Regions from separate parts of the Mus musculus genome. Here all the other regions are linked to region 1. A link is a contact called in public HiChIP or PLAC-seq and promoter capture Hi-C data. All regions are on one chromosome and are shown on one strand. The core of a region is the stretch at or near the end of the contact, and the rest is flanking DNA. Distances in the headings are between cores, read along the strand shown. Region 1 holds the start of Nup85 (nucleoporin 85). Region 2 holds the start of Otop3 (otopetrin 3). Region 3 holds the start of Hid1 (HID1 domain containing). Region 4 holds the start of Mrpl58 (mitochondrial ribosomal protein L58).

The links. HiChIP or PLAC-seq counts read pairs in DNA pulled down with a chosen protein or histone mark. Capture Hi-C pulls out chosen DNA fragments and counts their contacts.
Region 2: a contact with region 1 is called in a FOXA1 HiChIP or PLAC-seq map of pancreatic cancer cells. The contact joins the promoter of Otop3 here to the promoter of Nup85 in region 1. A contact is called at or near these places in 4 of 39 promoter capture datasets (the 3T3-L1 cell line, hippocampal neurons, liver and 1 more), 1 of 484 Hi-C or Micro-C datasets (nephron progenitors), 1 of 115 datasets of contacts at active chromatin or transcription factors (pancreatic cancer cells) and 3 of 9 other capture datasets (adipose tissue, liver and pancreatic islet).
Region 3: a contact with region 1 is called in a promoter capture Hi-C map of liver. The contact joins the promoter of Hid1 here to the promoter of Nup85 in region 1. A contact is called at or near these places in 12 of 39 promoter capture datasets (the 3T3-L1 cell line, 3T3-L1-derived adipocytes, the C10 cell line and 7 more), 2 of 15 datasets of contacts at CTCF or cohesin (large pre-B cells and pro-B cells), 14 of 484 Hi-C or Micro-C datasets (the 63-12 cell line, B cells, CD8 T cells and 7 more), 11 of 115 datasets of contacts at active chromatin or transcription factors (the 230-238 cell line, the SCID.adh cell line, T-cell acute lymphoblastic leukemia and 5 more) and 3 of 9 other capture datasets (adipose tissue, liver and pancreatic islet).
Region 4: a promoter capture Hi-C map of adipose tissue shows a contact between it and region 1. The contact joins the promoter of Mrpl58 here to the promoter of Nup85 in region 1. A contact is called at or near these places in 15 of 39 promoter capture datasets (the 3T3-L1 cell line, the C10 cell line, the HPC-7 cell line and 10 more), 5 of 484 Hi-C or Micro-C datasets (embryonic stem cells, erythroblasts, regulatory T cells and 2 more), 10 of 115 datasets of contacts at active chromatin or transcription factors (the 230-238 cell line, the SCID.adh cell line, effector CD8 T cells and 6 more) and 3 of 9 other capture datasets (adipose tissue, liver and pancreatic islet).

Annotation. Positions count from the first base shown.
Region 1 is chr11:115,563,139-115,565,793 of GRCm38.p6, forward strand. Nup85 (nucleoporin 85) reads left to right here and starts at 1,306. Exons shown (of 19, transcript NM_001002929.4): 1 at 1,306-1,424; 2 at 2,016-2,109. The coding sequence starts at 1,392.
Region 2 is chr11:115,333,440-115,336,094 of GRCm38.p6, forward strand. It overlaps Otop3 (otopetrin 3), which reads left to right and starts at 1,292. Exons shown (of 7, transcript NM_001347647.1): 1 at 1,292-1,463. The coding sequence starts at 1,445. It also overlaps a transcript of Ush1g not described here.
Region 3 is chr11:115,366,455-115,369,109 of GRCm38.p6, forward strand. Hid1 (HID1 domain containing) reads right to left here and starts at 1,302. Exons shown (of 19, transcript NM_001346774.1): 1 at 1,090-1,302. The coding sequence starts at 1,155.
Region 4 is chr11:115,402,434-115,405,088 of GRCm38.p6, forward strand. It overlaps Mrpl58 (mitochondrial ribosomal protein L58), which reads left to right and starts at 1,319. Exons shown (of 6, transcript NM_001347645.1): 1 at 1,319-1,527. The coding sequence starts at 1,342.

The DNA.
Region 1 (2,655 bases), core at 56-2,555:
TAGGGAGGCATAGGGCTATACAGAGAAACCCTGTATCGAAAAACAAACACACACACACACACACACACACACACACACACACAAAACAGAAAAAAAAAAACCCAACCAACAAACAAACAAAAAAATAAAGACAGACAGACTAAGGGCTGGTGAGATGGCTCAGCAGTTAAGAGCACTGACTGCTCTTCCAGAGGTCCTGAGTTCAATTCCCAGCAACCACATGGTGGCTCCCAACCATCTGTAATGGGATTTGATGACCTCTTCTGGTGTGTCTGAAGACAGTGACAGTTTACTCACATACATGCAATCTTTTTTAAAAAGTTAATTATAAAATTTATTTTATTGTATATATACTGGTGTTTTGTGTATGTCTGTGTACTACATGTGTGTGCCTGGTTCCACAGAGGCCAGAAGAGGGCATCAGATTGCCTGGGACTGTTCCACATGTATGTGAGTGCTTTGAATTGATCCAGGTTCCCCGGGAAGAACAGCGTATGCTCTTAACCACTGAGCCAACACTCTAGCTCCCTAAATCACTGATGATTAGGATTTGGATAAAAATTTGACAGAAAGGTTTTCCTTTATTTCCTTAAAGTTTGTGGGAGTTTGGTTTTTGAGTCTGGGTCTCAGTTAGCCCCGATGCGAGCTCAACCTTGCCATGTAGCTAAGGCTGGTTCTGAACTCCCGATTTTTCAGTCTCTACTTCCCAAGTGCTGCATCTTCCGGCTTATGTTACTATGCCCTACTTCCAAGTCATGTATGACCACCAATTTAAGGTAGAAATAGTTCAGAATAATCCTAAAGAAAGAAAAGTTGCCAGTACATAAAAGATTGAAGTCCCGTTGTTTACGGATGTCATGTGTCCGAGACTAATTCCAAAATAAGCGCATTATACTGGTCGGAGTTCGGAAAAGGGACTGAGAATATTCTAATAACAGACCAGGAGGGAGGGATCACAACTACCGCTAAGAGATAAAGTAGGATTACAGAGACGGAGTAGCTCTCCAATCGAAATAGATGCGCCAGCACGCTTCTGCGCATGCGCACACCCTCCCAGCCACCGCCTCTCCCGCCATCTCCGGGGACCTTTCCCTCACCTAGTGTGGGACTGTCTGTGGCGCCGCCTGATCTACTGGGAACATTCCTTGAGGACCCGTGGGCCCTAGAGCCGTTTTCATGATGTGTTGTATAGGTTAGAATAGTGGAACATGTGTGAAAGGCTTCAAGGGGCTGTGTTTGGCTAAGACGAAGGGATCTGTTGCGCTAAGGTCTGCAGGCGCTGCGCAAGCCGCCCTGGAGGGGGTCCTCTTTGGCAGCTGTCTGTGAGCGGGAGGCCTGAGCGCAGAGAAGCGGCCGCGCGGCAGGGTCCCAGCCGCGGGGGGCACGGCGCTATGGAGGAGCTCGACTGCGAGCCCGCAGTAACTGTAAGGGCGATCGGAGTGGAGTGGCTTGGCTTGTTGCACTGTGAGGGTTACGTTTCTTTGGTCATTTCAGGCTGCCTCCCTACATGCGGGACGCACGCTTCTTCCCTGGACACAGTTGCCACCATCCCGAATGTCAGGTTAACTGGGAACTAGGTTATGGCAATAGTGGTCCCTAGGTCCTGTGAATACTGGCCGGCTCGCGGAAACCCCACTGCATCACCCTTGTTTTTATAACCTTTCTGCTTCTCTAGTTTTCCCCCCTTGGGCGTTAGAATGAGATTGGTGTAAGCCCCACATGGTCACTCCAAGGGATGAGTTGGCCTTTCCCTGTCCTGCTGTCCTAGTCCGAGGCTTAATAAATGCATAATTTGTTCTCACGGGAGACAATAGACTAGTTTCTGTCGCGTTGTATTCTATTCCTCTTGCACCTAGAAAATGTTTTTTTAAGTGTGTATATGTCTGAATATGTGCACAGCATCATTGGATACGACCTAGGCTGTTCGCCTGGTGTATGGTGTTCGCAGTTACACTTGGAAGTTGAATGGACAGTTGTAGGGCTAACAGCTCCTGTGCCTCCTTATGTCTTACTAGTGGATTCCAGGTGTGAATTCCAAGAAGAAGCAAATGTGTTTTGACTGGGGCCCCGGCGAGATGCTTCTGTGTGAAACTTCCTTCAACCAAACAGGTAGGCAGTTCTTTTTCACATCTGTCTTGGCACATTGGTTGACTCTCTGAGGCAGGAAACTGGAGTTATTTGGCAATATTTTTATTTTTGAAACTTTGTTTTTTTGCTATTTTGAGACAAGTTGCCCCTATGTAGTCCTAGTGGGCTTGTCTTTGTGCAATCTTTGTGTAGGTTTGAATTCTACATCTTCTTCCCTCGACTTCCAGAGTGCTGGGACTTGAGGTGTGTGGTTCAACACTTGACATTAAGTAATTTTTAAATTTTATAGTCTGTGTATGGGCATTTTGTCTACGTGCATAACTGTGCACCACTCCGTGCTTGGTGCCGCAGAGGCCAAATGAGATCATTGGATTCTAGGAACTAGAACTCTATATTTATGTGAGTTGCCATATGGGGTGTTGGGAGTTGAACTTAGGTCTTCTGGAAGAGCTGCCTGTGTACTTCTTGTTTGGTTTTGGTTTTTTGAGATGGTTTCTCCGTGTAGCCTGGCTGTCCTGGTACTTGGTTTAGACCAAGCTGGCTTTGAACTCAGAAATTACTTGCTCT
Region 2 (2,655 bases), core at 42-2,541, 230 kb before region 1:
AGAAATACACAATGGATTGTTGCCAGCCATTATTACCCTCCTGTGCTATAGAATCACAGGAGGTAATCCTCCTGCCCGACTGAGCCTAACCCCATTAACCCTAAGCAGCAGTTTTCCTTCTCAGGAATGTGAGGGTCATGAGTATCACAGGAACATACTGTAGGAATAAGCAGGTGCCCCCAGCTTAACAGGAGCTGGGAGAGTCCTTACCTCCCTGGGCTCAGCTTGGGGTCCTAGAGGATGCTCTCCAAAGCCACAAGACTTCTGCACGGCCACAGCTGTGTACTGAGACGGAGGGAGGTGGGAGTAACACCAAAAGCTAGAGGGGTCAGAGTTGGTTTTGTGTTACATCGAGGTGGTTTTTTGTTTTTTTGTTTTTGAGACAGGGTCTCATGGAGGGCAGCTGGCTTCTGACTCCCTGTGTAGCCAAGGATGACCTTTAACTCCAGATGGCCATGCCCCACCCAAGTACCGGGATTGCTAGGGTGCATTGCTAAGCTTGTTTTGTTTATTTAAAATTTTTAAATTATATTTTAATGTGGTGCGTGCGTGTGCGTAGTGTATCAGTGGAAGTCAAAGGACAACCTGCAGCATCAATTCTCTCCCTTCACCTTATGGGTCCCAGGGATGGAACCCAGGTCATCAGGCTTGTTGGGTGCCTTTACACATCTCACAGGCCCGGGAGATTGGACGGAACCAGAAGGGAGGGAGAGCCAGGTGGGAGTGATGACATTTGGGGGTGAGAACAGGAGACATCGGCAAGAAGTCCATGATCTTTAAGGCTGTAAAGACTGATGGGGATATAAGGGAGAGAAAAAGGGGAGCCAAGAAGCAGACGACCAGAGAAGGTCCTGAGGACTACCTCCTCCCGTTCTGCCCCTGCCCCCCAAATCCTTAAACACCATCTCCCACCTTGGGTGTCTCCCACTCCAACTTCAGTTTCAATGTAAGACCAGGAGATGATTCTGAGAAGCCGCTTTGGTGCTCAATCAGCTAGACAGGGTGTAGAAAATATGTGACCTGGACCCGGAGAAGAGAGGTTCCCATTCACAGCTCAGCCGCCACAGGCAAGTATGGACTGAAGCCAGCTCGCTCTCTGTTCGGACCTGACGACTAGGCACCCCATTCCACTTGGGGGGCTGCCCCCACCCAGACCCTGCAGCCGGCGTCCGCCACGCCTCCTGCCACGCCCTCCCGCCTCTCTGCCTCGTCATTGGCTTCACGACTTGTGCCCGAGCCCCCACGGAGTAATTAACGAGGGATTAATGAGATTCCCAATGTCAACAGAAAAATCGATGGGCCTTGGAGCCCGAGCGGCGACTGCGCAGTCTCGCGGGGGGGTCGGAGGGAGGAAAGGGCGTCGAGGCATCTGTCTCAAGGCACCTGGGACCTTACCAAGACGGAGGATCCGCGCTGCAACCCAAGAGGTGGGGAGCCCGCGACCATGGCTTCGCAGACTTCAGGTAGGATTCCTTAGCTTGAGCTGGGATCTCCACCACCCCCTCCCCCCCCACCCCGAGCGCCCGAGGACAGCTGACTGAACCTTTCCTGGAAGCCCATCCTCACACTCACTGCTCCAAAGTGGGGGTTCATGAGTCAGGCGCTCCAAGGATTGGACAGGGCAGAGTGAGTGGGACGACCCTAAGCTCTTCCCTCTGTGTCACCCCAACTCTGGCTCTGCGCCTACATCCTTCTCCCTACCTCACCCCTGGGTTCAAGGGTCCTCACAGCTCAAAGAGGGTGCCCAGGCCTGAACGAAGTCAGAAACCTGGATATATAGTTGGCTAAAAGAATACTCAAGCTGCCTAGGCCTCCCCCAACCTGTTGCTCTGAACAAAATCCCGAAGTTTCCCTGCCAGTGCTTTGCAGCCTCCCTCGGAGCACCGGTCCCATGGCCCCGACGGTTCATCTCCTTTCTCATCTCCTTTCGTTGGCTGCCTCTGAACGCAGCCCATAAACCAGTTTGGTGTCTAGGACTTCTCTTGAACTGGCATCGTGCCAAGAGGCGTGCCAAGGGTGGCAGAGTTCTAGTTGGTTCCAAGTGCGTTCGTTCTAGCTCTTTTTTTCTGGACCCCTTGATGCTCACCCTAACACCTAGCATTGGCCCCCTTGATAACCGCTGGTAGAGCACTGAACCAAGGAACAGGGGAAACCACCAGAGTGCCCTTTGAAGGGAGAGGACCTGGAACTCGGTTCTCCACTGTCTCCACACTTCCAGTTCCCAAGGCCTGCAGTCTGAGCGAAAACTCCAACCCTTTAGTCCCTCTAGGATCTTGATCTATAGGAAGGTTCATGCACTTCTATCGGGCATGGCTCTTCGTGTATGTTCATGCATCAAATCGCTAAAGTCTGACAAAACTCTTGAGGGTAGGTATCATGTATCCATTCTTTTATTTATTCATTCAATAACTTGTCGGGCTGGAGATACAGCTCAGCGGTACTGCACTGGTCTAACATTCACAGAGTTGGGGTGAAGGGGGAGGTCGGGGGAGGGGATGTCGGGATGGGAACTAGATGGAGTGTGAGGGGGTGAAACAGAGAGAACCAGGCATTAGTGTTCCATAGTTGCTCATCCACTTCACTGAAAGGACTACAAAGGATCCAGACTACAAAAACTAAGTAGCTTAGCCAAGATCACAGAGATGCTAAATGCCA
Region 3 (2,655 bases), core at 52-2,551, 200 kb before region 1:
GGCTGTGACTGGCTGGTTGTGGGTAGGCAGCTCTCCTGATCCCACTCACACTGGCCAAGAACAATATAGAGCTCTGAGAACAGTCGGATGGGGGTGGGGTTCCAGATGGCAGTAGGTCCAGAGCCCTTTGACAGGCAGGGCCTTGGAGAGGCTGCTGGTATCTCCATAACCAGAGTAGCCTGGTTTCCAGAAATAAAGATTGAAGGGACGACAGGGAAGGAACCTTGCTGGGTCAAGAGGTGTGTGCTGAAGGTAGGAGGCAGCTTCTGTGACACTTGTAGACACGGGGGATGGGGGGGGGGAGTGTGGACTGGAGTTACCCATGGCTCCCTCTCCAACAGACCAATGATAATCTCCTCATCCCCGAAACCCCAATCCCTATTCCGGGTGCCAAAAAGCACAGCCAATCAGCTCCACCGGGCCTGGAGAAGCCCCTGGATCATCACTAGCTGGAAAGCTGGCTTCCCTAGGCCTGAGGACAGCTCCTCTTACCCAGCTGCCGCTGCCTGCCACTCTATGAGCTCCCAGGAAGACCTGGGCCTTCCCTACCCTCAGGCATCAGCCAGGGCCCAGAGAGGCCACCGCTGCCACCGCTGCCATCGCGCACCAGCTGTTTTCCCCAACCCAGGCAGGCGCCGGCCCGGCTTTGTTTGCATTGAGTCAGCCGGGGCTGTATGTCCGGGACCATGGGCACTGAGGGGCAGGGAGACCAGCGGGGCGATGGATGGGTAGGTGGGAGCGGGAAGAGGCTGGCTAAGCGAGGCTGCGGGCACCGGGGGGGCGGGACAGGGGGCGGATAACGTTGTCGCCGCCGGCTCCAGGAGTAGGCACACGTCAGCCTAAGGTGGCAGCAGCAGCAGTGCCCGGGAGAGTGTTCCCAGGGGAGAGTAGGCATAGGGTGGGCTCCCAGAGGCAGGGATGGAGCCCTAGTTACAAAGGAAAAGTCCCGTTCCGGTGCTTGTTTCAGCATCCCCCTCTGGATTAGCCGGTCACCCCACCCTCGGGTGAACCGTGTTCACCCAGCCCCCCCGGCCCTGCCCTGCCCCCAGGGCCGGCAGGTGGATGAAGAGGCTGGGCCCCCAGGCGCACCTGCGTCTTGGTGGTCAGCTGGATCACCGCCTTCCGGAAGTTCAGCTTGGAGTCTGCGGATCCCATGTCGATGGACCCCGCTCCAGCCCGACCCCGGATTCCGACTCTGCCGCGGGCTCCGGCTGTGACTCCAGCTCCAGCTCCGCAGCCCCGGCTGCTCTCTGGGGAGCGAAGCTGCGAACCCCGCCTGCCGCAGGCGTCGGCCCCGCCCCTGTGGCTCCGCCTTTAGATCCGCCCCCACGAGGCCCCGCCTCTGCACCTGCCGCTCAGGCCTCCAAGAAGAAGTCCGGAGTTCTCCGTGGAACCCAACTCCTGGTCCTTTCGTCTGCAACTGAGTGTTGTCCTCGATCCTCAGTCCGCAAGACTGAAACCCTCCTGGTATCTCATCTCCTGCCTCCACCTTCATTCTTCATTCCTGCTCAGACCCGCAGTTTCTCCTCCAATCCTCTCTACCTGATGTTCATGCTTTCCTACTATTGTTGCTATCTGAGCTTGCTTGCTTTTTCTCTTTTCTTTTCTTTTCTTTTCTTTTCTTTTCTTTTCTTTTCTTTTCTTTTCTTTTCTTTTCTTTTCTTTTCTTTTCTTTTCTTTCCTTTCCTTTCCTTTCCTTTCCTTTCCTTTTCTTTTCTTTTCCTTTCCTTTCCTTTCTTTTCTTTTCTTTTTCTCCTCTCCTCTCCTCTCCTCTCCTCCCCTCCCCTCCCCTCCTCTCCTCTCCTTTCTTTCTTCCTCCCTTCCTTTCTTTCTGTTTGCTTCTCTTTCTGACCTATCAAATCCACGTGTCTAGCCTTGAAGTTATTCTAACCCTTAAAAGGTTTAGCTCTTGCTTGTGTGGAAGGATGGGCTGACTCAGTGTCCCTGTTCCAGGAAGGCAGCTCAGCAGTGAAAAATCCCTTGGGTCTTGACGCTTATCTAGCTCCCTGGCTTCCCTGAGAACTCTTTGAAGTGTAGAGGACATGACATAAACATCACAGATCCTGGTTTCAGAAGAAAGGAGTTTACCCATGGTATAGCCTAGTACACTGTGTTTGTTTTGTGAGGAGTTTATCGTAGGCTTGCCTCGAACTCACTGTTACTGGTGATGAATTTTTTAATCCATCTCCCAAGTACCAAGGTCACAGGTTCCATGATCACCCTTGGTATTATGGGGTGCTGTAGATTGAACCAAGAGGTTCTTGGATGTTAGGCAAGCACTCTAATTATTAAATTAAGAGTAATAGCTGACAACCCAATAAAAATAGTTGATCCACATATGAGATCTCAGAACTCAGGAGGTGAAGGCAAGAGGGACTGTCATCCTTGGTGAATAGTGAGTTTGAGACCAGCATTGGCAAAATCCAAAATAATCTGGTATTTATCTAATATATATATATCTCATAGCAAGCCAGGACAGCAGGACAGCCAGGGCCATGTATGATGTATGTGTCCCACCCCTCACACAATCATGTTACTGTGTCTAGAAGTTTCTGAGAATCCTGGATAGTTCTAAACAACATGACTTTAATCTAAAGGGGGATCCCGGAGTTGTAAAATAAGGAGTATGCTCCATCAAGGCAGCTGGATCAGGTG
Region 4 (2,655 bases), core at 69-2,568, 160 kb before region 1:
GAAAAACCAAACCAAAGAACAACAAAAACGTGAACTACCATGAAATTCACTTGACCCACAGTCGTGGTATGTCTGTGATGTGACACACTCTGCATGTTTGGGATACAGCAGAGACCTTACATTCTAACTTGGAGACAGGCAATATGTTAGAACATAAGACTGGGCCTTGGAGTAGTGGTACAAATCTGAACACCTGTGAGGTGAAGGCAGGAGGGTCAGGAGTTCAAGACTAGTCTGAGCTAAATAGGTTGAAACCCTGTCTCAAAACACAAGCAAAAGACAGACCTGGTTGGGTAAGCTTTTAATACCAATGCTCTGGACTGAGAGGCAGGCAACCTGCTGTATATAGTGAGCTCCAGGCCAGCTAGGGCTACATAATTGAAACCTGCCTAAATAAATACCACAAAACCAACCCTTAAGCTCAAAATCGAACACACAAAGATTGGTTGACTGTCTATCCACTCATCTATCTAAAGCAAGTTAGGAATGTGGCTCACACTGAACAAGGGATAGGAAAGGGCAGGGAAAGTCCGAGCTTAGCAGGTAAGGTCGTCCTTGCTGTATCTAGTTAGGTTGCTCAAGGGTCCAGGGAAGGAGAACAGACTCAAAAAAGAGAAAAGGGTGTTTCTAGGATGCTAGATCCAGTGTTTGTTTATGTATTTATGCATTTATATATTTGTTTACATACACACACATTTAAAATGATTTTTCCAAGACAGAGTTTCTCTGTATAGAAGCCTCGGCTGTCCTGGACTCACTTTGTAGACCAGGCTAGCCTAGGTCCACCTATCTCTGCCTCCCAAGTGCAAGGATTAAGGCCTGGCCATGTATGTATGTATGTGTGTATGTATGTACTATTATTATTTTTTTTTTATGGTTTTTCAAGACAGGGTTTTTTTTCTGCATAGCCCTTGCTGTCCTGGAACGCACTCTGTAAACCAGGCTGGCCTCGAACTCAGAGATCCACCTGCCTCTGCCTCCCAAGTGCTGGGATTAAGTGCCACCACGCCTGGCCATGTATGTATTATTTTTATGACAGGGGCTATGTGACTAGGTTAGGCTCTCATCTGCCTTAGCCTTGAGAGCAGTGCTGGGACTGCAGGTGAGCACCGCTCAGTCAGACCCATACAGGAATCTTTTTAAGAAAAATCTCCCGTAGGTGGTCTCTATCTGCCGGTCAACCTCTACCAGATGTCAGCTGGGTGCGCACCACTTCCCACCATCACCGCCAAGGTGGACAGCCCGGAGCCCGAGAAACCCGGCGGAACTTAAGAGCCAGCTCAGCCAAGGCTGGCGGACCGCCGGAAGAGTGAGCACCGGAAGCGGTCCTGGGAGGTGAACATGGCGACCGCCTGGGGCCTACGCTGGGGCCTGAGCCGAACTGGAACGTTGTTGCTCGCGCCGCCCGCGCGCTGTGCTCGCCGGGCTCTGCACAGACAGGTAGACGGCACCACGTTCCAGAGCATCTACAGCCTGGACAAGCTGTACCCCGAGTCCAAGGGCGCGGATACCGCCTGGAAGGTCCCGGTGAGCCGAGAAAGGCGGGACGGAAAGGGCGGTTCCTCCCGCTGCTAGGTGACGCGAGGAAGCCGGGCGGCTTGCAAGGTTTTGGTTGCCCCAGGAGGAACTGATCGCCCTAGTAACCCGGCCGGAGGTGCGGGATGTGCTGGGACTGTAGAGTGTGATTGCAACCCTCGTGGCTCGGGTAGTGCAGACCCTGGGAGAGAGCCGCCACATACGCGTCTTTCTAGATCGTTAGTTTGTCCACGTTTGCTTCCCGGCCTTCAGGCTCACATTATATGGGAAGATGTGCATTATGGACCTTGAAAGTAGTAAAACCTGAGATCCGCAAGTTGGGACGTTACCCAGTCTTTTGACCCTAGTAACGTTAGGAAGCCTGAGACAAAGCTGGTTTGGTCCCTAAGGGTCCATGTTTAGCCTGCGTCATGTAGTGGTACTGCGTGGGGCCTGAGCAGGAAAGAGAGCATCTATTGAGCTGCACCTGTAGGATTGAAAGAGCATCAAGTATTTTCATTCATCCACTCGCACCTCATTCAGCAGACATCTTTTGAGAGCATGCTGTTAGCACAGTGCTAATTTGGGGCAGAGAGTAGTAAAACAGAAATCCTAAGGCTGTAAAGCTCGTATACTGGAGGGCGACAGACAAAAATAAATGAATAAACCCAAGTAACACTAAATATGATACTTCAGAGATAGTAAGACTCAGAAGGCAAAGGTGAAGCTAGAGATAATAACAGTTGTAGGTTTGTTGTTTGTTTGGACAAAGGATCTCATGTAGCCTAGGCTAGACTCGAACTTGCTACATAGCTGTGGGTGGCTATGAGCTCCTGATCCTTCCACGTTCATCTCCCACGCGTAAAGATTACTGGCATGTATCACTGTACTGATACATGTTGTGAGAAAAGCTCTTTAAAAGCCCTGGATGATCTCTAGTTTGCAGTGATCTTCCTGCCTCTCAAGTACTGAGATTACAGGCATATACCAACAAACCCAGCTAAGCATTGAAGTTTTAGGTAGAGTGATCTGGGAAAAGCCTGGAAGAATGGGCCACAGTGGCCTGAATCTGTAACCCAAGCACTTGAGGCAGAGGCAGGAAAAATCAATTGGCTCATAGCCAGCCTGGATTATATGAGA